Linked DNA regions of Mus musculus: regions 1, 2 and 4 are each linked to region 3. The links are chromatin contacts, called in public promoter capture Hi-C maps. All regions are on one chromosome and are shown on one strand. Each heading gives the region's core, a stretch centred on a gene start, on an enhancer-like site or on the middle of the called end of the contact. The rest is flanking DNA. Distances are from core to core; before and after follow the strand shown.

Evidence for each region. Promoter capture Hi-C pulls out the DNA fragments that hold promoters and counts their contacts. Capture Hi-C pulls out chosen DNA fragments and counts their contacts.
Region 1: a promoter capture Hi-C map of liver shows a contact between it and region 3, with 2.7 times the contacts expected there. The contact joins the promoter of Anks3 here to the promoter of Zfp263 in region 3. A contact is called at or near these places in 2 of 484 Hi-C or Micro-C datasets (CD4 T cells and CD8 T cells) and 1 of 9 other capture datasets (liver).
Region 2: a promoter capture Hi-C map of pre-B cells shows a contact between it and region 3, with 4 times the contacts expected there. The contact joins the promoter of Nagpa here to the promoter of Zfp263 in region 3. A contact is called at or near these places in 6 of 39 promoter capture datasets (the 3T3-L1 cell line, hematopoietic stem and progenitor cells, liver and 2 more), 3 of 484 Hi-C or Micro-C datasets (B cells, CD4 T cells and Th17 cells), 2 of 115 datasets of contacts at active chromatin or transcription factors (regulatory T cells and regulatory T cell precursor) and 2 of 9 other capture datasets (adipose tissue and liver).
Region 4: a promoter capture Hi-C map of pre-B cells shows a contact between it and region 3, with 5 times the contacts expected there. The contact joins the promoter of Cdip1 here to the promoter of Zfp263 in region 3. A contact is called at or near these places in 1 of 39 promoter capture datasets (pre-B cells) and 1 of 484 Hi-C or Micro-C datasets (CD8 T cells).

The regions. Positions count from the first base shown.
Region 1 is chr16:4,962,843-4,965,542 of GRCm38.p6, reverse strand. Anks3 (ankyrin repeat and sterile alpha motif domain containing 3) reads left to right here and starts at 1,306. Exons shown (of 17, transcript NM_028301.4): 1 at 1,306-1,423. It also overlaps 4930451G09Rik.
Region 2 is chr16:5,202,713-5,205,412 of GRCm38.p6, reverse strand. It overlaps Nagpa (N-acetylglucosamine-1-phosphodiester alpha-N-acetylglucosaminidase), which reads left to right and starts at 1,401. Exons shown (of 10, transcript NM_013796.3): 1 at 1,401-1,516; 2 at 1,614-2,072. The coding sequence starts at 1,431.
Region 3 is chr16:3,742,750-3,745,449 of GRCm38.p6, reverse strand. It overlaps Zfp263 (zinc finger protein 263), which reads right to left and starts at 1,351. Exons shown (of 6, transcript NM_148924.3): 1 at 683-1,351. The coding sequence starts at 1,075.
Region 4 is chr16:4,788,514-4,791,213 of GRCm38.p6, reverse strand. Cdip1 (cell death inducing Trp53 target 1) reads left to right here and starts at 1,273. Exons shown (of 6, transcript NM_025670.5): 1 at 1,273-1,383.

The sequences.
Region 1 (2,700 bases), core at 57-2,556, 1.2 Mb before region 3:
GTCATGGGGGCCAGGACTCAAAGGACACCGTCTGTCATCATCAAGGAGTCCTGTGGAGCACACAAGGTGAGGTGGCAGTGTCTGGGTGTTCAAGGAGAAACTAGCATTGGTAGCCTTCCCAAAGCCTTGATCAGCTGTAGATGAAAATGCACCCGCAAAAATTCTAGTTTCTACCCATTTCCTTCTGGTTCTGCAAACTTATGTCACTTGGTAGCAGGACTGTATGTGTGGGTATGTGCAGTCATGAGTGCACAAGATGGTGGTGTCCTCTACTGCTCTCATAGAGGATCACAATTCAGTTTCCAAAACCACAACTACTTGCAACTTTAACCTCAGGGAGAGCCCGTCTCTGGCGTCCACTCGTATCTGCACTGGAGTACACATACCCACCTTCACACCCATACACATAATTAAAATACAAACTAATTCATTAATATAATTAAAAATAATCTTTAGAATTAGAGGTTTAAGATCCATTATTCAAGAGATTTTTTTTTTTAGTCATCACTCAAATGAGTCTCTATAATCCAGTCGCTGGCTCAGCTCCACCTTTTATATCTCACCCTAAAGAAAACACGTTCAGTCCTCAGGGGCAGAGGGACTTTAGGATTGTGGGTGAAGGCCTAGCAAGCGGACCAAGCAGATCAGCTAACGGTGCCAAACCAGAGCTGCGTCAGAGGAGTGAGTGGGGTCTTAGGGCATTTGAGCAAGGACGGGTGCTTGGCTGTCCTGAATTGGGAACCACAGGTGGAGACGCTTTTGGTATACGCACCAAAAGATGTTTCCTACCAGGGGCTTTGGCGGTAGGACACAGAATCACCGAAGTGAAGGGGGCCGCCCAGGACTGATCGTCCTTTAGGTGTGCAAGGCGGGGAGGGTTGAAGGAAGGCTTGACCCGCAGAGGAAAGAGCATGGAGGAGCTCAGAAGACCGAGCGGCTCAGTGTTTCTCCTCAAAGCCAGTTGGCCCCGCCTCGCCCCGCCCCGCGCCAGGCGTCGTTGTCAAGGGAACTGGAAGGCAGCGGGACGAGGCAGTCCGTGCTAGAGCCGAGGGGAGGGTCTCATTCCCTGCCACCCGCAGCCAGGACCCACCCATCGTCGCGTGGGTTTCCGCGGTCTCCCACTTGCCTCAGCCGCTCCGCCCGCCCACTTGCCTTGTCCCCGTGCTGAGTACGGCCACCCACGGCGGCCTGGCGACTCGCCGCCTGCCTCTCTGCCTCAGGATTGGCTCCCGAGCGAATGGGCCGGTATCTGCCATCTCATGGGCTGCTGTGGCGTGTCAATAACAGAACGTCCGTCACCTTCCCGGGATGCTCTGCGCCGTGCGAGGATTACTTCCGGGGTGGGCCGGGCGCAGGGCTGTCGGCCGGTGAGGGGCGAGCCGCTGTCGCTGGAGGGTGGCCCGGGAACCTGAGGCCTTGCAAGGTAGGCCGGGCCGCGGCAGGGCCCTCTGAGAGGTGGGGCCCAAGGCGCCCTGAGTCTGCTCGGGTGGGCAGCCCTGGCGTTTGCCTGTCGCAGGGTTTGGGGACACGGGCCCGCCGCCGTGGTGCTAAACTAAGGGGTCACGCGAGGTGTCGGCCAGACTGCTGAGCCACACGGGAGCCTGCGGTCGTGCATAGTCGCCGGGACCGCTAGGGTCGGAACTGCGTCGTACATTTGGGCTGCAGGGGCTCCCTCGAGGCCTTCATGGATCTCTTGGAGGAATGACAGTTGCCTCCAGAATAGAATTTTTTTTAAAACTAAGATTTAAGAATTTTAAGAATAACTTATCAGGGCTGCAACTGAAATTCTGAGAGAGAGAGGTGCAGAAGACATAGAAACTTTTATTTTACTTGAATCGATTTTTTGGGGGTGTTGGTTTTTTGAGATTGTGGGCGTGTCTCACTGTGTAGACCAGGCTGGCCACAGACTCACTGAGATCTACCTCCCAGATGCTGAGATTAAAGGCCGGTGCCACTACGCTGGCGGGTTGGATGTTTTTAGTGTAAGCATCTAATGTTACCCAGGTTGTCCTTGAACTCAAAGGCGGTCCTATTGTCTCAGCCCCCCAAGAGCTGGAGTTGCAGGTGTGAGTTCTTCCAGGGTTCTGCTAATCCGCCTATGGTTTCCAGTTTGGGGAAGCACGTGTCCATTCTGTTGGTTCAGACTAGGTTAGGTGCTACTTGAGCGCAGGCCTTGCAGCAGGAGAAGCTGGTGTTTCCAGGATACAGGCCTTGTTTTCACCTTACCAGCCCACACACATCACTCATCGTGAGACTGGCAAACTGTTGTATGTTGTCCTTTTTATAACTTTTAAAAGTAAACTTATGTCCTTGCAAGTTGTGTATATATAGTGCTTATCACTGAGATAGATCCTCAACAATCTTTCTACTTTTTAAAAACATATTTGTTTTAATCTAAGTACACTGTAGTTGTCTGGTGATTGTGAGCCATGTGGTTGCTGGGATTTGAACTCAGGACCTTCAGAAGAGCAGTCAGTGCTCTTGACTGCTGAGCCATCTCTCCAGCCCATCTTTCTACTTTTAAAATATTTTAGTCTCACTAAGTTGCCCAGGCAGGCTTGGGATTTGACTCTTCTGCCTCGTCTGGAAGTTGTGCTGCCAGGCCCAGCTTTCACCAACACAGGATAATGCTAGAGTGTTTAAGGGCCTCGAGGGAATTAGTACCTTCTGGGTCATACTTCCTTCGGGCTTCCTTCTGGG
Region 2 (2,700 bases), core at 152-2,651, 1.5 Mb before region 3:
AAAGACCATGAGTTTTGGGAAGGACAAGGCTCAGTACAGATGGCTGAGCCTGATCACACACAGACCCCAAGAAGCATGGCTCTGGTTTCAAGCACACACACTGCTCACTGTAGACAGAAAGGGGCTTAAACCTATTCAAATCCCTGGCACCTACTAGATTGACAATGCCCCTGAGGAGGTCAGGAACTGGACTTTGCGTTGGGCTCTGCCTTTGGGTAAGCCCTAAGAAGAGCAGCCTCTGACAGGCAGCACTGAAGCACAAGCCGTGCTTCAAGGGGACACTCGCCAGGAGGATCCCAGGCTCGGGACTTACTATAACACAGGACACTTGTCACCTGAAAGCTTGAGTCAGTCAGTTATTATGGTCTGTGTGTGAGATACAAGTGGGTGCATAGGCAGTGGTGCACACATGTAGATCAGACTTTCTACAGCCAATTCTCTTCTTCCTCCTCTCCATGGGTTCAGGGTCTTCATCTCAGGTTGCACAGCGAGTTCATTTATGTGCTGTGCCATCTCGCCAGTCGTTCCTATATCCTAGAGGAAAACTAGTTTCTTCTGGTCAAGAGGAGGAAAGAGTGGAGACCTGTCATTCTAAGATACCCAAAACAGGGCCAGGTTGGGGACCTGTGCCTTTAATCCCATCACTTGGGGATTAGGTAGAAGCAAGAGGCTCTAGACCAGTCTACACACTGAATTTCAAGCCAGCCTACCTATAAATCAGAGACCCTGCTTCAAAAATAAAATTAAACAAAAACGAAGATAAACCAAGCTACCCAAAACACAAGAGTTAATCCAGTCAGACAGGTCTAGCAAATGCTAGGATGAAAGGTGTGCACCACCACGAGTGGGCTGCAAGCCTCTCTCTCTCTCTCTCTCTCTCTCTCTCTCTCGTTTGTTTTGTTTTTCGAGACAAGGTTTCTCTGTGTAGCCCTGGCTGTCCTGGAACTCACTCTGTAGACCAGGCTGGCCTCGAGCTTCACTCTTAAAAGTTCCTCTTCCTCCTCCTCCATCTTTTCCTCCTCTTACCCCCTAGGCTCCTTTTCCTCTTCTTGTCTTTCAGATAAAGTCTCAAGTAGTCCAGACTGGTCTCAAACTAACTAACTAGCCAAGAATAGCCAACCTCTTAACTTCCGATTCTCCTGCCTCTGCTGAATGCTGGGGTTGTGGCGTGGGCCACCACTTCTGGTTTGTGCAACACAGAAGGAACTAGGGCTTTAAGCACGAGAAGCAAGTTCTGTACAGACTTACACAGGCCCAGCATCTGTTCTTGCAATTTTCTGTAAGTTTGACATAATATGAGAATAAAAAGCTATCTATCTCCCTTCCAGCCTTACCCTCTCTGATGGAATTCGAATGCGTAATCAAAGCACCCAACAGCCTGGCCTGGAATCACGTGGGGCGAGCCCACGTGACCGGAGCACCAATCCAATATGGCGGCGCCCAGGGGGCCCGGGCTGTTCCTCATACCCGCGCTGCTCGGCTTACTCGGGGTGGCGTGGTGCAGCCTAAGCTTCGGGTGAGTGCAGCCGCCGGGGCCAGCCTGGCTGGGGTCCACCTTTCCTGAGCGCTCTCAGGCACAGCCCTCCGACCTCACGATCGCCCCGTCCCTGCAGGGTTTCCCGCGACGATGACCTGCTGCTGCCTTACCCACTAGCGCGCAGACGTCCCTCGCGAGACTGCGCCCGGGTGCGCTCAGGTAGCCCAGAGCAGGAGAGCTGGCCTCCGCCACCCACGAACCCCGGCGCCAGCCACCACGCGGCCGTGCGCACCTTCGTGTCGCACTTCGAGGGGCGCGCGGTGGCCGGCCACCTGACGCGGGTCGCCGATCCCCTACGCACTTTCTCGGTGCTGGAGCCCGGAGGAGCCGGGGGCTGCGCGCAGAAGCGCCGCGCTACTGTGGAGGACACAGCCGTCCCGGCCGGTTGCCGCATCGCTCAGAACGGTGGCTTCTTCCGCATGAGCACTGGCGAGTGCTTGGGGAACGTGGTGAGCGACGGGCGGCTGGTGAGCAGCTCAGGGGGACTGCAGAACGCGCAGTTCGGTATCCGACGCGATGGAACCATAGTCACCGGGTGAGGAGGCAGGGAGCCCCGGGGCTGTAGAGGGCAAAGGGTCTCTGATGTTCTTTCAGAGCCATGCCTCCGAGTCCAGGTCCCTAACCAAACTTCCTGTCTTTCTTCTTCCGAGTAATGACGCTGACACCTTCCTTCCTTTAAGTTTATTCATGTGCCACTGAATAATCTGTGATCAGGCCGTGTGTGGGGACTTGGGGAGGCGACCGTGAGCCTGAACACAGTTTGTGCCCTAGTGAACTTTGTGTAGTATTAGAGAAACATTTCGTGTTCAACGAAGCCATGGAACCAATTGGAAATAGTGTAGAGTTTATGGAGCAGTCCCAGACAGCTAGCTGGAGGCCTTTTGCTGTCCTGATAAAAATCCAGGTTAGACAAGGAGCTTGTTGAGGGCAGCCTTTGGAAGTTTCTGTGTTTCTTGAAATTTGACAGCAGCCAGAGTTGACAGCAGGCAGGCAGGAGTAGAAGGTAGCGCCATCTGGTGTTCCAGTTCTCTTCCAAGGTTCCGTTTTTTGCCAAGGCTGGGAAGTGGGCTTTCCCCAACTCTTCTCAGCCCTTGGTTGCAATTTCTGGGCCTGCCCATGTATCTGGTTCTTCATCCTTCAACATCAGCCAGTGTCACCACTGT
Region 3 (2,700 bases), core at 102-2,601:
CCCCTCGGTGCTTAGCTGTTTTTCAGAGTTCAATTAGCAGAGATCCAGTTCTGTATTGCAAACTATTGACTAAGATATGCTGGGTGTTATCCACTAAATATAGGCCTGGGATAGTGGCACATGCCTGTGGGAATCAGCAGTGGGGAGGCTGAAGCAGGAGGATTGCCTCGAGTTTAAGCCTGGGCTACATATCTAGACTCTGCCTGTAACCCTAGAACTCGGAATTTGGGGAGACTGAAGGTGGAGGACCACCACTGTTCTGCAGCCAAGCTCAACTACACACTGAGTCAGTTAGCTTGAGCTACGTAAGACTTTGTCACAAAACAAACCCCTCAAAGCAGTGGCAGTAGGTGTCATCCAAACGACATACTTTTCTCCAAGTCCTCAAAATTATTCCCAGACAGTGCTTTAGCCAACAGAAAAACAGGACGAAACAGATTAAGTAGTCTGCCCAAAGTCACGAGGCCTGTGAGAAGCTTTCTAACTACATAACTAAATACTGGTGGAAGTGCTCCTCACTTCCTACTGTCGTCATATGGGAACAATCTGGAAGGAAAGGATAAGCTACAAAAAAATCCCTCTCCTTCCTGTAAAGTGTACTCAGGACGATCAAGTATATTCGACTACAGAAGAGGCTAGCACAATGACTTCCGGGCCAAACCACGGGTAAAACAGCTGTCACCTGTTGCCTCAGTTTCCCAAGTTCTTTCTGCATACGCTCCACAAGAGTGACTGCTTCTTCGCCGCTCTCTGGGCGCAGCTCCTGCACCCTGCTCTGAATCTCCTGGGGAAGGATAGTCAAGAACTGCTCCAGCACCAACAGCTCCAGGATCTGTTCCTTGGTGCGCATCTCCGGCCGCAGCCACCCGCGGCAAAGCTCCTGAAGCCGGCTAAGGGCCTCCCGGGGACCCGGGGCGTCCTGAAAGCGGAACCGTCGAAATCGCAGATGGGAGGCCTCCGGGCTGGGCTCTGGCTCAGGCGGGGGTACCTCGTGGCTCCAGGCACAGTCCTCCTCCAGTTTCACTATGAGGAGCCCTTCTGGCTCCTGCGAGCTTGGGCCCGCAGCCATAGTCATGCCCCGACACCAGCCTAGGTCCCGACACCAGCTACGTCCGCCTTGAGAGACGCCCTGGGTTCTGTACAGCAGTAGGCCACGGCTGCAGCAACCGAGAGACTCCGGGCTCCAAATCCCGCCGGAGGAACCCAGGTCACAATCTCAGCAATATCAGGCCTGCAGCGTCGCCACCTGACCGGCTTCTCAGGCCCGCACAGAACTTAAGTCGCAGGGCCCGGGTCGCAAGCCTCAGCACGCGAGTTAGGCGTCATAAGCCAACGGCCGCTAGTCAGGACGGACTTCCGGTTCACGTTTCCCTTGCGCTGTCTCCCATTGGGTCGGGTCTCACCACGTACTCACGGTCCACCCAGGACAAGGAAAATTTGCATAAAAGAGCGGGAGGGGAACAAGTCGGATGGGGATGAGGGGCGGGGCTACGCAATGGGCGGGGCCTCCAGGTGGGGAAGCGGTAGGGGTGGGAATCCCTGGGCGGATGTGACCCGGGGACAACCTGGCTCAGATTTGCATAGGAAAGTTTGCCAAAAGGTAAGTTCTTCAGCCACGCTTGAACCAGAGTCCAGAGGCGCTAGAGTGTCATGTCGGGGCCCAGAAGCTTAACAAAGAAAACCTTTCCGAAGGCCGATCCCAACACTCCGGAGACCTACAACCGGAAATAGACTGTGCTTCCAGGGCTCGAGCTGCCTGGGGCTGGTGGGAAATGTAGTCCATGGCGCGCCCTTGTTATTGCGCCTGCACTGTGGCTTGAGCAGGTCTAAATGGATTGTCGAGCTACGATAAACATACCCGTGCCCGAGCTTTTGCCTCCCTGTGAGCGATGGTCCCTAGTCCTCCATCTTTAGGTGGCTGGTCGACCCAGAAGAACGCTCTGGGTATGAACTGCTCTTGCCATCTCCCAGAGCAGGTCTAAGGATTAGCATAATCATCGGCTCTGACTATTTTCCTGAAGGTTGAAGAAAAGGAAACACCAAGGCGGACTTCCTTATTTTTTGAAGAGAGAATAGCCCAGGCCTGAGACTGCAGCTGTCACAGACAGGTGGTGGAGTCTGCAGATTCTAGGAGTGTGTCACGAAAACCCGTAATCACTTATTGGACACATGCTTACATTGTTGTCTATTCATTGCAACTCAAGAGGCAGGGAAAGCCTTCCTTGCTCTGGTCTCCCTTTGTGAACTTTTTATACTTTGTAAGACCTTGAGGCAGGAAAATGGCCACCAGGAGCTCCAGCAGCCAGGTCCCTCCCACCTCTGACTTCCTTAATGGTCCCTAACCCTAATAGTTGTTTAATAATAGCTGTTACTGTCATTCCCTGGCCCGAGGAGGAAGAGTAGCCTGGCCCCACCCTACAAGACAAAAAGATAAAAATAAATAAATCCCACCAACCCTGAACAGAAAAACCCACTAATCCTGGAGCTTGGTATAGAAACCCTTCAAGCCCTGAGCAAACTCATCAGTCTCTGATCTCCTTCAAGCTCAGTGAAATTCTACCAATCCTCACCCTGGAAAGCTGTGGTGGGAAGATTAAGAAATCTTGTATAAACCCTGCCTACCACTCAGTTCCCTGCTTTCTTTCCTGAGCTGAGAATGATGTTCTGGATTTTTCCTTCCCAATGAGTCTCTTGAATGAG
Region 4 (2,700 bases), core at 24-2,523, 1.0 Mb before region 3:
TGGTTGTGAGCCTGAAAGACTCAGAGGAACACCCTGCCTAAACATACAAAAGGATCCGTGAGATGGCTCATGGGTCTTTGCCATTTTGGAAGACCTGAGTGAGAACCAAAGCCCACATGCTGGAAGGAGGCCTGACTCCTGAAAGTTGCCCTTTGACATACATGCGTGCCTCACACACACACAAATACAAAAGAAAAAGAAGAGAGCTTTAGTTTCCATGTGCAATAAATCCAAACTTCATTGATGACCTTGGTGCTGTCTTCCAGTCTTCACCTTGCTGGCCAAAGTGCCTTTCAAAAGTTCATCTATACCAGTCTTCTTTCTTTTCTTTCTTTTTTTTTTTGTTTTTGTTTTTTTTTGTTGTTGTTGTTGTTTGTTTTTTGGAGACAGAGTTCTCTGTATAGCCCTGGCTGTCCTGGAACTCACTCTGTAGACCAGGCTGGCCTCGAACTAAGAAACCTGCCTGCCTCTGCCTCCCGAGGGCTGGGATTAAAGGCGTGCGCCACGACTGCCAGTCTCTTTCTTTACTTCACACCTCATCCCAACATAGCCTTTCCTACCTTCCCTACTCAGAGGCAACACTCTAATTCTGTTGGGACATCCTGTTGCTTTCCTTTGAGATGCTGGTCATTTTGTGGCTTATTTGTGTATTGTCTGTCAGAGTGGAATCTGTGTGAGGGCAGGGACAGCTGGTGTGGTTCACAGCTTCATGAAAGCCCAGGCAGCTTAGGGCAAGGGTGGTAGCTCTCCCTCAACTCTTGGGGTGCGCAGCACGCCTGGCTGGCTGGCCTGAGGGAGCGCTAGCACCACCATCTTTCTTTCGAGCCTTTCCCCCCCCCATCATAAAGGCCTGGGGAACTACCACTCGTTCGTCTCCCACCCGCAACGGGCCTCCACTGACGTCATCCAAGCTCATTGCGTGAGGCGCGAAGCCCCGCCCTAAGGCGAGAGGCCAGGAGGTTGGGCCTTTCTCCACAGCCTTGCGGTTCCCTCTGGACAGCTACGGGGCTGAGGCAGCCTTTCCTGCGGCAGCGCTTGGCCGGTGAGGGGCTGGAACTGACGGTGAGTCACCTCTGAGACTTCCAAGCGGCTTCCGAAGGGACCCCTCTCACACGCCGAGGCGGGGGCTAGGCTTCGAAACCCTCCGCCCGCGTGACCTAGCCCGCCGAGCTCCGCCCTCACCCGCCGCGCGGTGGGTGCCGGGAGCTGTAGGCTCCCGCCTCAGGGAATGCTGCGGGTGCGCCGAAAGACTACAAATTCCAGGGTCCTCTCGGTGCGGGGGCGGTGAGTGCTGCGAGTCCTCTGGTAGAGGGGCTCCTCGGAGCAGCGGGCCGGACCACTGCAGATCTCTGTCCCTCTGGCCTCAGGCTTCTGGATTTCGAGGTAAACGGGCCTGGGTTGTCGTGGTGGAGTCCGTTCCCTCCGAAACGCCACGCAAAATCAGGGCAGTTGATTTCGGCGTGGCTGCAGCTGCGGGGCTGCGAGGGCTAGCATTCCAGGGCCCCGAGCGAACTGGGCCTGCAGACAGGGGATATCAGCCAGAGAAGGGCCAGCCCACTCGGGTGATTATCACGCCTTTCTACTTTTCTGTAAGCGACGGCTGTACGAGCCATTTTCCTCGGGGTATGGAGGGTTGAGGAACGGCGATCGGTCGGGGAGGATCCCTGAGGTAAGCCTCAGAGACCCGCGGGTGACCTTGGCGGTCCTGGAGGAGGCCGTCTCGCCCTCTTTCCCCCGCCGGTTTGCAGGTCTAGACTTGGCTCTACGTGGCGCTCCGGCAGGACGTTAGGAAGGCGAGGGGCTGGCGAAGCCCCAAGCCATCCAGGACCTTGGAGAAGGTGGGTCTCCTGGGACCTCTCAACAGGTGTCAAGGAAGATGGAGTGATCAGGATAGGATCCTCTGTATCAGAAAGACCTGGACTTTCCCCATTCCCCAGGATCTGATTTGAGTATTTATGGGGTAAGGCCCAGAAATCTGCATTTAGTAAGCTCTCCAGAAATTCTCATGCACACTTGGAACTGAGAATCTGTGTCTTGGGAGTAAGGATCAGGGACTTTGGGGAGAGGGCATGCAGTAGTTTTTATATCAGTTTTGTAGTGTACTCCAAACAGGGCATTTTCTGGGCAAATAGGACTGCTCTTTCTGGTCCTTAGCTTGTTGGTGCTGACCAGAGTTGGGTGGGAAGAAAGAGGTGAACATGTCTGCTCTTCTTGCTCTCTGCTCATAATAAGAAAGATATTTTTGGTCACTCACTATCTCAAAGACCTCCTCTACCTTGACATTAGTTAGGAAAAATTCAAAGCATACAAAAACCGTTGAACTTTACAGTGCACACCTATGGACTACCACCTAGAATGTACAATTAATATCTTTATTGGGTACTTATCCTTCAGTCTTTTATTTTCATGCCAAAGTACATGCAGATAATAGTATATTTCCATTCCTAGTAAAGCTTACATATTATTAACTAGACTTAGAAATCTTGTTGCTTATTGATTTTTTTTTTCCCCTTGGCTATTTGAAAATCAGTCTGCCTCCCAGTCCTGACGATCCAAAGGGTTTTGGAGGGTTTCTATAGGATGTGTTTTTAGAACCAGGAAAGACCTTTACATGGATGTTGAGAAGGTAGCTGACCAGAAGAAAGAGGGAATGTGTAAAGAACACTTCAGGGGACAAAACTGTTTTGAGAGAGAGAAAAT